2 separate regions of the Zea mays genome follow, and region 1 is linked to region 2. The links are chromatin contacts, called in public Hi-C maps. All regions are on one chromosome and are shown on one strand. The core of a region is the stretch at or near the end of the contact, and the rest is flanking DNA. Distances in the headings are between cores, read along the strand shown.

Region 1 (6,477 bases), core at 3,329-5,828, 170 kb before region 2:
GGCTTAGGGACCCCCCTGTCTCGAAACGCCGACAATGCTCATATGGACTGTGGACTGAACATTGGACTATGAACTTATAAATACTTTAAGGAGCTGGCTGTACTCTTTTCCTTCCTAGGGTTTTCTCACGAAGTGTGAGTTTTTAACTAGGAAGGTTTTAATGAGGCAGCATTGCACTAAAGCTCCAAACCATTTAAAGACTATTTTGTAGCCTATTTGACTTGTAATCTTGTATTCTGGTAACTTTGATGAATTATGTCATGTGTATTATGTAACTGGGCCCGAGCCCGGCATGGCACCAACGGGCTGCCCGTGCCACTGGCCCGGCCCGGCCCGGCCCGATTAACATTAGGCGTGCCGTGCCTGGGCAGGGATTTGGGCCCACGTGCCAGCCCGGCCCGGCCCGTGACACTGTCGTGCCGGGTCCAGCCGTGCCCGTGCCGGGCTGGCCCGACACACTCATTTGGACATGTATAGGTGGAGGTGTGTGTGCGACTATTTCTTAGTTTGAAATAAGAGGTATGAATATGAATGAGATATGAGAGCTGCACCTAACTAAACAAGCACTAAACTTTCACGTAAGAAAACCCACTGAAGGCCTTTTGGTGTTTGGACACACTTTACCCATCTCAATCATGTTTCGACGCTCATTGAGTGGCGTGGTCCGTTGGGGAACATTTAAGCAAGCGGCACTTGTCCGATAGCTAGACAGACGTATCTCAACTTGCACATATATGAGCACGCTGATAGATGAGACTTTATTTGTCGTCATAAACAGTTACACGTTTCGCATCCGTCTAGGTCTAGCTAAGAGTAATTAACTGATGCATGGTGCATGCGTGTTCCTCTGGAACTGAATTGGGAGATCGGCCTTAATTAATGCTGATGTGGTTGGGCTTCAGCTGGTCTAGTTTGGTCTCTTGTCATCACTTGGGAACCTCCTCTCTTCAGCTGCTACCTGCTTAGTCCATTAACATAGTAGGTGAATAGGATATATTTAGTACGATACTACAACAATGCAAACGGTTTGTACAATTGTACTAGTACTACTAAGAAAAGACACTTGAATGGCAGCCGTTGCTGGTCATCAATGTTGTGTGCCCAACTCGACCGTACCGTATCCATCGCGTTCTTGGATTCTGGTGCCGGTTCAACGTCATGAGCAGAGACACAGCATCCACTTCCATATACTCCATCCATGCACTATAGAGATTAATACGCTATGTCCGTTTAGTTTAGTTTAGTTAGACTTTTATTTCATACAGAATTCTTAAATTTACCGTTTGATAACACGTACGAGAATACGCGTGTTTGAGACTCGTAAATGTGATAGACGAACGATAGTGGGAAAATACTAGTGACTGATGAAAACTTTGGCTGGACCGCCGCGCCGACCAAACCAGCGAATAATGCTCTATATATACTTTGGGCCACATCCTGCACGAATACGTGATTGGCACTCTCGGACCGTCAACCGGGAGGGGCCGCACTTGACAAGGAGGGCCCAGCAAGAAGGGGCAAGATGTATTATTATTATGTTTTTTTCTTTTCCTTGACCGTGCCTAAGATGCGTTCGTCGGTTTGTTAGAGCTGCCTAAGCGTAACTGTGACTGCCAATTATGTATGAAACTTTGGATGTGCTACAATCTGATAAGTCACAGGATTCCAATCTTGTGATCAATAGAATGAACAAGAGACACTGCAAACAACTAAGGCCCTGTTTAGAACTCCCTAGAACTAATAAACTACTATTTGTTAGTTGTGAGGTAGCTAATAATTAGCTGCATTATTAGTTGATAAATAATTTTTAGTAGCTAATTATTAATTCTAGAGATTCTACCGTTCTACGGCACACAATCTTTGTTTCTTGGAGTTGCTTGTGTGCGGCTAAGCCAAGATCTGCAAAAACGTGGCGCTGCCGAAAGGACTAGTTGTTCTTTTGCTATCACACATAAAGAAACGTCTGGCAAATTGGCGCGAGGGAACACGTACAGTACGCCTACCTGAAGCAAAATGTTGGGGCCATAGCCATACACATGGATCATCGGATCCCACACATAGATTTTTTTTGTCTGCACTGGGGCCATACATGGATGGCGGTTTTGTTTGTGAGAAGATAAAAGGAGCCTTGGATTATTTAATTTGGATATAAAAAAGGGAACGGTTGAATCGGAGCTGCCAAATGAGATATCATGGTAAAGGCAGGTATAACTGCTGACGAGTAGATGCAGATTATCTATCGGTGCTCAGAGCGTAGGAAAACAGCACTCGAACACTCAAGTAGGTTGTAGAATGACCAAACCAAGAACTCCGGTTAATATTATTCTATCCAAATATATATGTACAACAACTGTACATATATAAAATTATATATGTACCTGTAGCAAATATGTTATTATATGTTAAATTACCAGCGGTTGTTGTGAGTTTTCTTGGGGGCGGGAGTTTTGTGTGTGTGTGTGTCTGCACGACTGCACCGTGTTTTAATCCCAAGTGATGGTCGTCATTTGGCTGATTTTCCTTTCTGCTGTCCAATCGTGTAGTAGCACCATACTATACTAGACGATTCGAGGATTCGGGTCATATCGTGCTGCACAGCACAGGTCTTGGAGGGATCTCCTTGATTCGATGAAGTAAATTAGGTGAGAATTTCAGGTCAAACCACTAAAGTAAATCAGTACTAGTAGTAGTAATAATATGCATGGTACGTAATCGCTAGCGACATCGCAACCGCAATCGCAGCGTTGGAAGAACAGAGGTAAATGTTGTGGGGTTTTCAGGAAGAATCTGAACCGCGCACTGTGCTGGTACAGTGAACATACTCGTCGATTCTTCAGGATCCTTGACCATTCATTTCCATGTACGTCCACTCAGCTCAGCTCTCTGCAACGAACTGCATGCAGTGGCTTCCGGCGTGTGGTTTCGGTTCGATGGTTTGTTTAGTTTAGCATTAGCAGTCTCCGGAATGACGGAACTGGGGACCCTTCCGTTCTACTACAAGGCTACCAGAGCGAACTGTGCAGAGAGCAGGCTAGAAACTGCAGCTGCGTCCGCCGCCGTCAGATCCGCTTCGTTACTGCTCCATCAGCACACTGCATGCACACGGCATTGGGGACACGGCTCGCTAGCTGTTCCTCTCTCAGCGATGGTCAGTCAGTCGCCAGCCACTCAACAGTGCTTCCTCAGTTGGGACATCTTGAGGGACGACGATGTGGTGTCCTGATCTCGATGAACCAAATACACCTATAGCTATAGGTACACAAGTATTTCCGTTCATCAGCTAGCTGCTAGCAATCATAGCGGAAGTGCCGCCGACGCCACGGTGCACGAGCAACAATCCCACACTCCACAGCCAACAGTTCAACTGCTGACGATTAGGCAGATGCAAGTTTTCTCCAACCGAACAGTATCTGCCGCCATTATATTGGGACGATTTTCTATGCCATTGGAAGCTCAGGATTCCGGTTAATATAAATCGTCCCAAGGTCGGAAAAGCACTTCTAGAGGCCATGTGCTTGGTAGACAACGAGAGGGTGATGATAATGAGGATCTTGGTGAGGCGGACTTGGGTCGAGGATAATACTAGTGAGGAAAGAGGCAAATCTAGTGCTGGGAATCTGGGCCGGGCTTTTCGGGCCAGCACGAGCACGGCCCGAAAATAAGAGCCCAAAGCACGGCCCGGCACGATATAAAATGGGCCGGGCTAGCACGGCCCGAAGGCGGGCCTGGGCCGGGTCTCAAATTCCGACCCGTCGGGCCCCCAGCACGGCACGCATAGATGGGCCGGGCTTGGGCCGGCACGGCCCAATTAAGCCCAATCTGTTTAATCTCTTTAATTTAGTAAGATATTGACTTTATATTGTTGTTATATTTAGAATTTATGTGGTTAAATGATGCTATAATTGTATAATATCTTTAATTTAGTAAGATATGCACTTTATATGGTTATAATATTTTGATTTTATGTGGTCAAATATACGGGCCGGGCTTGGGCCGGCACGGCCCAACGAAGGCACGACGTGGTTCAAGGCCGGGCTGGGCCACTGTTTTTACACTTCGGGCTGGCACGGCACGGCCCAAAAATTGTTTGGGCTTTCTTGGCCCGAACCCGTTTGGCACGAAGCACGATGGGCTTGGGCCGGGCCGGCCCGGCACGGCCCAATTCCCAGCACTAGGCAAATCACCGTGAAGTTTGGTGGATATATCATGCACGAATGCGTGTGTTCAAATGGAGATTACTTCAACCGCGACAAAAAGACTACGTGTGTGATGATAATTATGAACAAAAAAAATCAGAAACTAGAAGCGGCTACAGTTAGAAGATTACATGATTACTAAAATATTGCAATTATATAGTGCTAACGAATTTGTCCGTTATTATTAGTACGGGAAGCAAAAAAAAAAAACAATTTATGCACGGTCATCGGTCGTGGACCCCAAACTCGGCCGCACGACCAGACCGAGCCAGCCCCTGACCAGGCCCACCCGCTACGGCGCTCGGCGCCTGGCCCGTCCACGAGGCCGAGGAAAGTGAAAACGGCGGCCGGCGGCCGCTCATCCCCGCCTCCGCCAGCTTTCCCGTGGCCGTGACGCCACCCCCCTCTCTTCTCTTTCCCCTCGCATTAATGGCCGCTCCCTCGCTATCCCCTTTGTCGTCTCGTCTCATCTCGCCCCCTTCCGGCTTAACCCTCAAGATTTCTCCCTCGCTGCTCCTCCTTCCCGCTTGGGCGGGCGCGGCACCTTCCGGTTCCGGTTTCCGGGGCCTCGGGCCTCGGCCTCATATATATATACACGCGCGCGGCCGTCCCCTCTCTATACCCCCTAGCATGCTCGGCTCGCTCCCCGGATTGATCGAGCTCGCTCGTTGCAGAGATGGACCCGGTGCCTCCCCCCTCCTCTTCTCGCCGGGCCGCCGCTGCTCCCGGCCCCTGCTGCCGCTTTGACGCGCTGCGGCGGGCGTGCGCCGGGAACGCCGCCGCCGCCGCGCGGGCCGCCGGGTGGGCGATCGGCGCGCTGCTCACCTGCATCTTCGCCGTCGGTACGTTGCCCGAGCCACCGTTTGATCATTTGGGGGGGATGTTCTCTTCCATTGTTGCTCGATTCTGGTCTCTGACCTGGATTCAATTCGGTGGTTGGTCGCTGCGGGATCCGTGGGTTCGTCCCTCGGGAAACCGGGGTAGTTTAATCTCGGGACTTTCAGGAACGCCGGACTGTTCCGTGCTGCTTTGGGAACGAATTCAATTTTGCAACAAAAAATCTTGTAGGTTCCTTGCCACTTTCAGGAACGCCGGCTTGTCTTGTGAGTTGTGAGCAAGCTTGTAGCAGTACTCTTTGTCGCACTAGGTTTCATAAAGATTCTTTCTTTTCTTTGTTCCACGGGATTGTTCTATATGCTGACCAATTGATCTTGTGTGCAACGCTACCGTAAATGGTAAATTTAATTTTCGCTTGTTCTTGTTTTGATCGTTATTTGTTTGTGCTGGCTGCAGTGGGCTCACTCGTCGGAATCTTCATTGGTGCCTTCATGGGGATGTCTACCGAAAGCGGCATGTTCCGCGGGGCTGGTGTTGGAGCAGTTTCTGGAGCAGTCTTCTCCATAGAGGCTGTTGAGTCCTGCATCGAGATTTGGAGGTCCAGCCATTCAGGAAAATACAGCATTCTCTTTGTGGTGAGTGGAAGAATCTAGTGGCCTATTTTCTCCTCACCAGAGGTGAAAGATCATTTTCATATACCTAATCTAGTGTCCACCATACTTCCCTGTTTGTCGACTTGCATAAGCTTTTCTTTTATTTAAAAAAAGGAAAAAGATAACTAGACAAGCAATTGGCATCAACTCAAGATGTTCTGCTGAGCCTTTTCTGCTTGACGATCAAATTATGTCATCTGCTAAGTTAGTTGCTTCTCTAATGACAATACCAACACGATGTTCTGCTGCCGTGTGCATTGAAGTTTTACTTCATCAGTATCTGTTCTAACTTTTGGCCTGCATCGGTTCTCTCAGCTGGACATCATCTCGAGCCTCTTCAGCGGAAGAATTGTGTGGGAGAAAGTCAGTCCAGCGCTACAGCGTGCAGTGCAAAGCCAGGTACAGGCTACTTAGTACCCTCAAGTTGTAGGTACCCAACTAGCAGCTGTTTCTTTTTAGAAAAATAAATCTAGCGAACAATTAATGCGAGAAATATTTTTGGACCATAGGATTAATGGTGTATGGGTATCTCTGCATTAAATGGCTATGTGGATAATAATGTGCTCCATACTCCCTGCTAGAAGAAGTTTGCAGTCATAGAAATATCTAGATCTGCATTTCGGTGCTAGAGATCAACCCCATAAACATTTTAACTACAGGACCTAAAATATGGATGTGTAACAGATATGGGAGGTAGTGTCTGAAAGCAACTGTTGGTTGCCATGGATTTTACGTTCGGTCAGCTGATTCTCAGGTAATCAGGGCCTGTTTGGTTCATGGCCTGGCAGGTA
Region 2 (5,786 bases), core at 279-2,778:
TATCAGCTAAACTGTTTAGATTCTGCGATTAATTTTAGTAGCTAGCTAGTGCATCCATCTTTATATTGATCTCATGTAATTCTGCTTATATGCAAGAGGGATTGCTGGCATGCATTTGAGAAGGATGTCCGTCGATCGAGAAATAAATACTATATTCTTAGGTCACCCAACACTGATATAGAAAAAGAATTAAAAAGGTATTCACAAGTCCTGAAAACGGCCAGTACGTACGTCGAACTCGAGGGCACGCGCCACATGTGGCACCGACGAGACAGGTTTCGCAATGCCTCATGCAGTTGTCAAAAAGAAGAGCAAAAATGGCGCTAGGTCAAAGTTACAGTCTCACAGTCACATGCACGGACTTCATGAGCTGCAAAACAAACTCCTCGGTCTGAAACATGCTTTGTTTGCATATTATATACTATAGTTTTCTAGAAACTGTAGCAGCAGGAGTATTATACTGTAGTGTGTGTAGGAGTAGCTAGTACCTAGCGTAGCATTAGCCAGTATACACATAGCTTTTTAGATTAAAGCCGGTTATTTGAACTGTTGTAGTTGTAATCTATAAAGACAAAAATATAGTAAAAACAGTAGAAGTCGATAGAGATTAAAATCAAACAAACAGATCTAAATGCAAATGCTGCCAACTCTCTGCGTTTGAATTTAACATGCATGCATGAGGACGCGGCGGCGCAGGGGAATCCCTCCTGGCCCAAGTAGAAGCACACCGGCATTTCTCCTCCTTCCTTTTCCCCTCTCTACCCTAGTTTTTCTTGATTATTCGTTTGTCTTCTCCCTCTTCTTCATTTTATTTATGTATAATAATATTTAGGGACAAATGTGTGTGGTGGATGTGGATCTATGGAGGTGTTGGAGAGCGCTCTATTGTTCATGCGAGAGGAGGAGAAGAGGAGCTTCAAGCCCCTGAGCCGCCCGGCACACGGGTCTAGCTAAAGTAGCAAAGCATAGCCCGTTGAAATTAAGCCGTACCGAGCTAAGTTTCATGTCTGGTCAATAGTCTAGACACGACACTATATGCTGTGGTTTCAGCTAGGCCAACCCGAAAAAATTCGGTTGAAAGAATTCTCTAAGGGCTAATTTGGTAACCACATTTTCCCACGAGATTTCAATTTTCCAAAGAGAAATTAGTTCATTTTCCCTTGGAAAAATAGAAATCTCATGGGAAAATGTGGTTCCCAAACTAGCCCTAAAAAGGAAAATCTCACAAGTGAGATGTGCTCGATCCAACAAGTGATTGAATGCCCTTAGGTATACCTAGGGAACACAACAGTCAGCAGCCCACTCACCCTAGCGAAAAATAAAACTCTAGAGTGAAACCTCCCAAAAACCAAAAGTGAAGCTCTCAACTCTAATCAAGATGGAGCAAGAGTCCAACTCAAAATCAACAGGTGGTTTGATATCTTGAAAAAAAAAACTAACTTTACCGACTCTCACATAAAGAAAAAGTGCATTTTGTCTCGTGACATGTCCCCTCGTCCTATATAACGCCGGTTAAATTAACTACTAGTATCTATAAACAGAGTGAGAGACTGGTAGCAGCCGCATGTGCTAGAGCTAGACAGAAGTCAGTCTCCTTCCCCTCTCTCTAGTGCTCGCCGGCTCTTTCCGTCGCCATGGACGTCCTCCTCTGCTGCTGCCTGCTGCTTCTCCTGGCCTCCGCCGCGTCCGCCGGCAGCGAGCGGTGCGTGCGGCAGGGGAAGGCGGCCTACTCTTCCTCGCTCTCTCCGGCCCCTCACGGTAAGCGCTGATGCACGAGTACCTGCGGCTGCCGGCACAGATCGAGCGGTCCCTGCCTTCTGCCTGTGTCTCCGATGGAGCCACAGTAGTAGCAGATCTCAGCCGTGCCTGCCTTTCTCCTTCCTTCACTCGATTGGTCCGTCCGGTTAATTGTTGGGTAATGGATAACCGAAGCAGGTAGCAGCAGCGGAGCGTGCGGGTACGGCGCCATGGCCGCCGAGATCAATGGGGGTTTCCTCGCCGCCGGCGGGCCCAGGCAGCACCGCGGGGGCCTCGGCTGCGGCCGCTGTTTCCAGGTACTGCCTCCACTCCAGCTGTGTGTTTTCTCCCCCCGCATCGCGCGCTCTACGTCTCCCTGCTGCTGCTTCTTCCTCCTCTCCTGTCCTTTCGGTTTGCTCGCTTGAGTCGGGTTGGCAGCAATCCACTTTCTTCGCTGCACTGCTCTGCTGCACCCGCAAGAATCTTTCGGTACCTTGGAATCTTGGATTGCGATGTTGCGGCTGCGAGTTTTTTTTTTTTGGCTCAACAGTCTCCGGGAGTGGACGGTGCGGTGGTGGTGGGCTGTTCCTGCTCGATTCGTGCGGGCGTTTGGGATGGGGCTTGCTTTCTTCAGAAACTCAGAGCCAGCACGCAAAGCAACATTCTGCAGACCACGGGGGGATCTGTTTTGCCCCCCCCCCCCCCCCCCCCCCCCCCACACACACACACACACACACACATCTCCCCCCTTCAGTTCAGTGAAACGAAATTGGGACTTCCAGTTCGACTTCGTACCAAATGTAGTTCTGATAATTAACAAAAAGATGCTCCCAAAATCGGGGAGCATCTGTTTACTTCTTAGTAAGTTCTTTTAATCGATTGTTTTCTGCTTTGATTTCTTTTCCTTTGGAGTCTCAGAAGAGTAATAAGCAACCCGACTGTTGTTCGCCTCGCTTGTCTTTTTTTTTCTTTCTTTTTGGGATGTTCTTTGCGTTAATTTGTGGCGATTTTTTACGGGTGGATTAATTTGGGACGGTCCAAACAAAACAGATGAGATGCCGAGACGCAAGGCTGTGCAGCGCCGGGGGAGTGCGGGTGGTGCTGACCGACTTCCACAGGAGCAACCGTACGGACTTCCTGCTCGCCGGGCCGGCGTTCGCGGGCCTGGCCAAGCCCGGGATGGCCCAGCAGTTGAACAGGCGAGACGCCCTCTCCGTAGAGTACAAAAGGTATATATACTTGAGCTTCTCTCTCTACTCAATAAAACAACTTGAGCTTGAATGAAACTGTAGATGATGGATCGGGCAAACAAAACAGTCTGATAAAATTCCCTCGATCCTGTGCCTTTTTTTTCTTCTTCTTTTGGCTCCGCAGGATTCCCTGCGAGTACAAGGAGAAGAACCTGTCGATCCGGGTGGAAGAAGCGGGCGACAGGAGCCGGGGCAAGCTGGTGGTGAAGCTGCTGTACCAGGGCGGGCAGACCGACGTACTGGCGGTGGAGGTGGCCCCCGTGGGGTCGTCGTCGGAGTGGCGGTTCATGACAAGGGCGTACGGGCCGGTGTGGAGCACGGACCGGGCCCCCGCCGGCCCGCTGCAGTTCCGCGCGGTCGTCACGGGCGGCTACGACGGCAAGTGGGTGTGGGCCGAGCAGGAGGTGCTGCCGGCCGACTGGCGCCCCGGCCAGGTCTACGACACCGGCGTCCGCATCGTCGACGTCGCCCGGGACGCATCCCGCGGCTGCACCGCCGCCGCCATGGACGACTGGAAGTGAAGTGAGGATATGGCTGGGTAGATTAAAAATACGTATGAATACATACTAACACGTCGCCACATCGGTGCTGCGACACTCTGGTAAGAAGAGGACAGCATGCAATGGCTCCAAGAACAGCATCCCCCCCAAGCGCGTCCGGCTGTCCAGAGGAGAGGAGGAAGAAGATTGGAGTAGCTAGCAGCTAGGGTGTAATTGTGTATGCAGGATCTTCTATCAAGGTCGATCCGATTAGATGCAGGCAAAAAAAAAGAGCTGGGATCCAGTCGACAGTTCTAATGGGTCATGGCGTCATGCCATCCTGGCTGTACCACAAACTCGACTAAAAGCAAAAGGAAAAAATTAACAAAAAATCACGCTATCATTCAACTACCATGCACGGATCCATAAAATTACCCCAAAAAAAAACCAATCACAAAATCAAAACAAGTTTTCTAGATCTCATCGTACTTTCCGTGGTAGAGGTATATGGCCGCCTGCTCGCTATCTGTTCTGTTCCCTGCTCCAACATCCAGCGAAGGCCGAGTGGGCAGACGGGTGGCTGAGCCAGCGGACGAGAAATCAGAATTTGTTAGGTTGTTGTTTGCTCTTCTGCCACGACTAGTATATGGAATCACCGCACCTTTTTTAGCCCCACCACCTGTTATTAACACATTGTTTTTTTTTCTGTTTGCTAACCCACCATATCTGAATTCTGAAATGGGGAAAGTCATCACCAACATTGTTTTTTCTGTTTGCTAAACCACCATATATCTCTGAATTCTGAAATGTTGCTCTGCCAAATGCGGCGGGGTGTCTAAACTCTGGACGCTTTAAAACTAAGCTCAAAAGCGTTAAAATCCGGTTCGAATTTGGAGCCATATGCTGACACGCACCGAAAGGGGGTCCAACTGAACTGTGGAGTGTTGAGCTTGAGCATAAATATTTAAGAACGGAGCTAGTATCACTACTTCGTCCGATTTTTTTTTATTTGTGGTGGTTTAGTTCAAAAATAAACTAGCGAACGATAAATATTTAACAACGAAGCTAGCATAAAAATACTTAAATACTTCACCTCCAAACGACAGGCCCTAGCTAGTATTCATTTGTATTAATGGGCTAGCTAGCTATTGACAGCTAGAGCTCACTACATGGTATTAAGTGTTGCTCATATTCCATGCGTTGCAGCGTTGGCTCGGTCCAAACCAACGAACACGTCAAATAACGTGCATGCAGGGAAGTATAAGTATATATGGAACGAATCGTCGAGGGGTATAGTAGTGAACTATCACATCCTACTGGTCGTGTCGTTACCGATGTGACATTCACGGTTTAGTTAAAAAAAAATTCATCCAAAAATTATATATGCCACATGTAAATAATCCATAGAAAGCTACTTACAAAACAATCTATAAGATGTTAAATTGAAGCCATACGATCGAATCATAATAAAGAGGAGGAGAGACCTTTAACGCTTTAGTCAGTCTCGATTCAGACTAGATCATAGCCTGTCGTATATCGATAAACCGGGACTAGAGTTGAGACGACTAGGCACTTTGTCTGCTGGCGTCCATGTCAATTAGGAGTCCACGTACGGCCAAATCATTTTGGTCATCTTTCATCGTCCTCTTCCTGCAGTCTCCACACGCCAAGACGTATACGTGCGTACGCCCGTGACATGAGGAAACTGCGAAACAGCGGACAAACGTACGTACAAATCCAAAAACCCATCGGGGAAACTAGCCAGCAGTAGGTCCCATCAAGAACACGACTTGATTTGATTACCCTACTATCCTACCAGCTAATATTTGATCATGCATGTAGACTAGACTCTTAATTAAGTACCACGATAACAGGTAATATTTGAGCACGGCTTCTATTACTCTGCAACTACATACCCCATCCAAAAATATAAATATACCTTACTGCAATTCTAATGCTTATTTATTTATTATTATAAATATCGATGATTTTTTATATAGCTAATTAAATGTAAGTTACTTCGAATTTTTTTTTAGTGTGTTAGAACTAGCACAATATTTTTTTTCTGGTTGTGGCGGAGTAGATAGCCCAGTTGTGACCGACATCGATGCATGATTAACGGTGGCAACCTTTTGTCCAAGGGGCACGTTTGGTCTGTCGGCGCGCGGAGCATGCACCGCAAAGTGCTGCGAGTTTTCCACAGGCTGTGTCGTTCTTTTGTGTACGGAGGGAGGGAGGGACGTCTGCTCCGCAACGCAGCAGTTCACGCCGACATGACATCTCGTTGCACAGTAAGATCTTTTTTCTGGAAGAAAAAAAG

What was found. A called contact is a pair of places that touch in the nucleus more often than the background predicts.
Region 1: a Hi-C map of endosperm shows a contact between it and region 2, with 2.2 times the contacts expected there. The contact joins the promoter of LOC100280415 here to the promoter of LOC103647667 in region 2. A contact is called at or near these places in 2 of 25 Hi-C or Micro-C datasets (endosperm and leaf).

Annotation. Positions count from the first base shown.
Region 1 is chr2:205,956,713-205,963,189 of Zm-B73-REFERENCE-NAM-5.0, reverse strand. LOC100280415 reads left to right here and starts at 4,578. Exons shown (of 5, transcript NM_001153338.1): 1 at 4,578-5,038; 2 at 5,490-5,668; 3 at 6,002-6,085. The coding sequence starts at 4,873.
Region 2 is chr2:205,784,704-205,790,489 of Zm-B73-REFERENCE-NAM-5.0, reverse strand. It overlaps LOC103647667 (expansin-like A3), which reads left to right and starts at 1,528. Exons shown (of 4, transcript XM_008672171.4): 1 at 1,528-1,758; 2 at 1,936-2,054; 3 at 2,788-2,966; 4 at 3,112-3,877. The coding sequence starts at 1,635. The coding sequence ends at 3,508.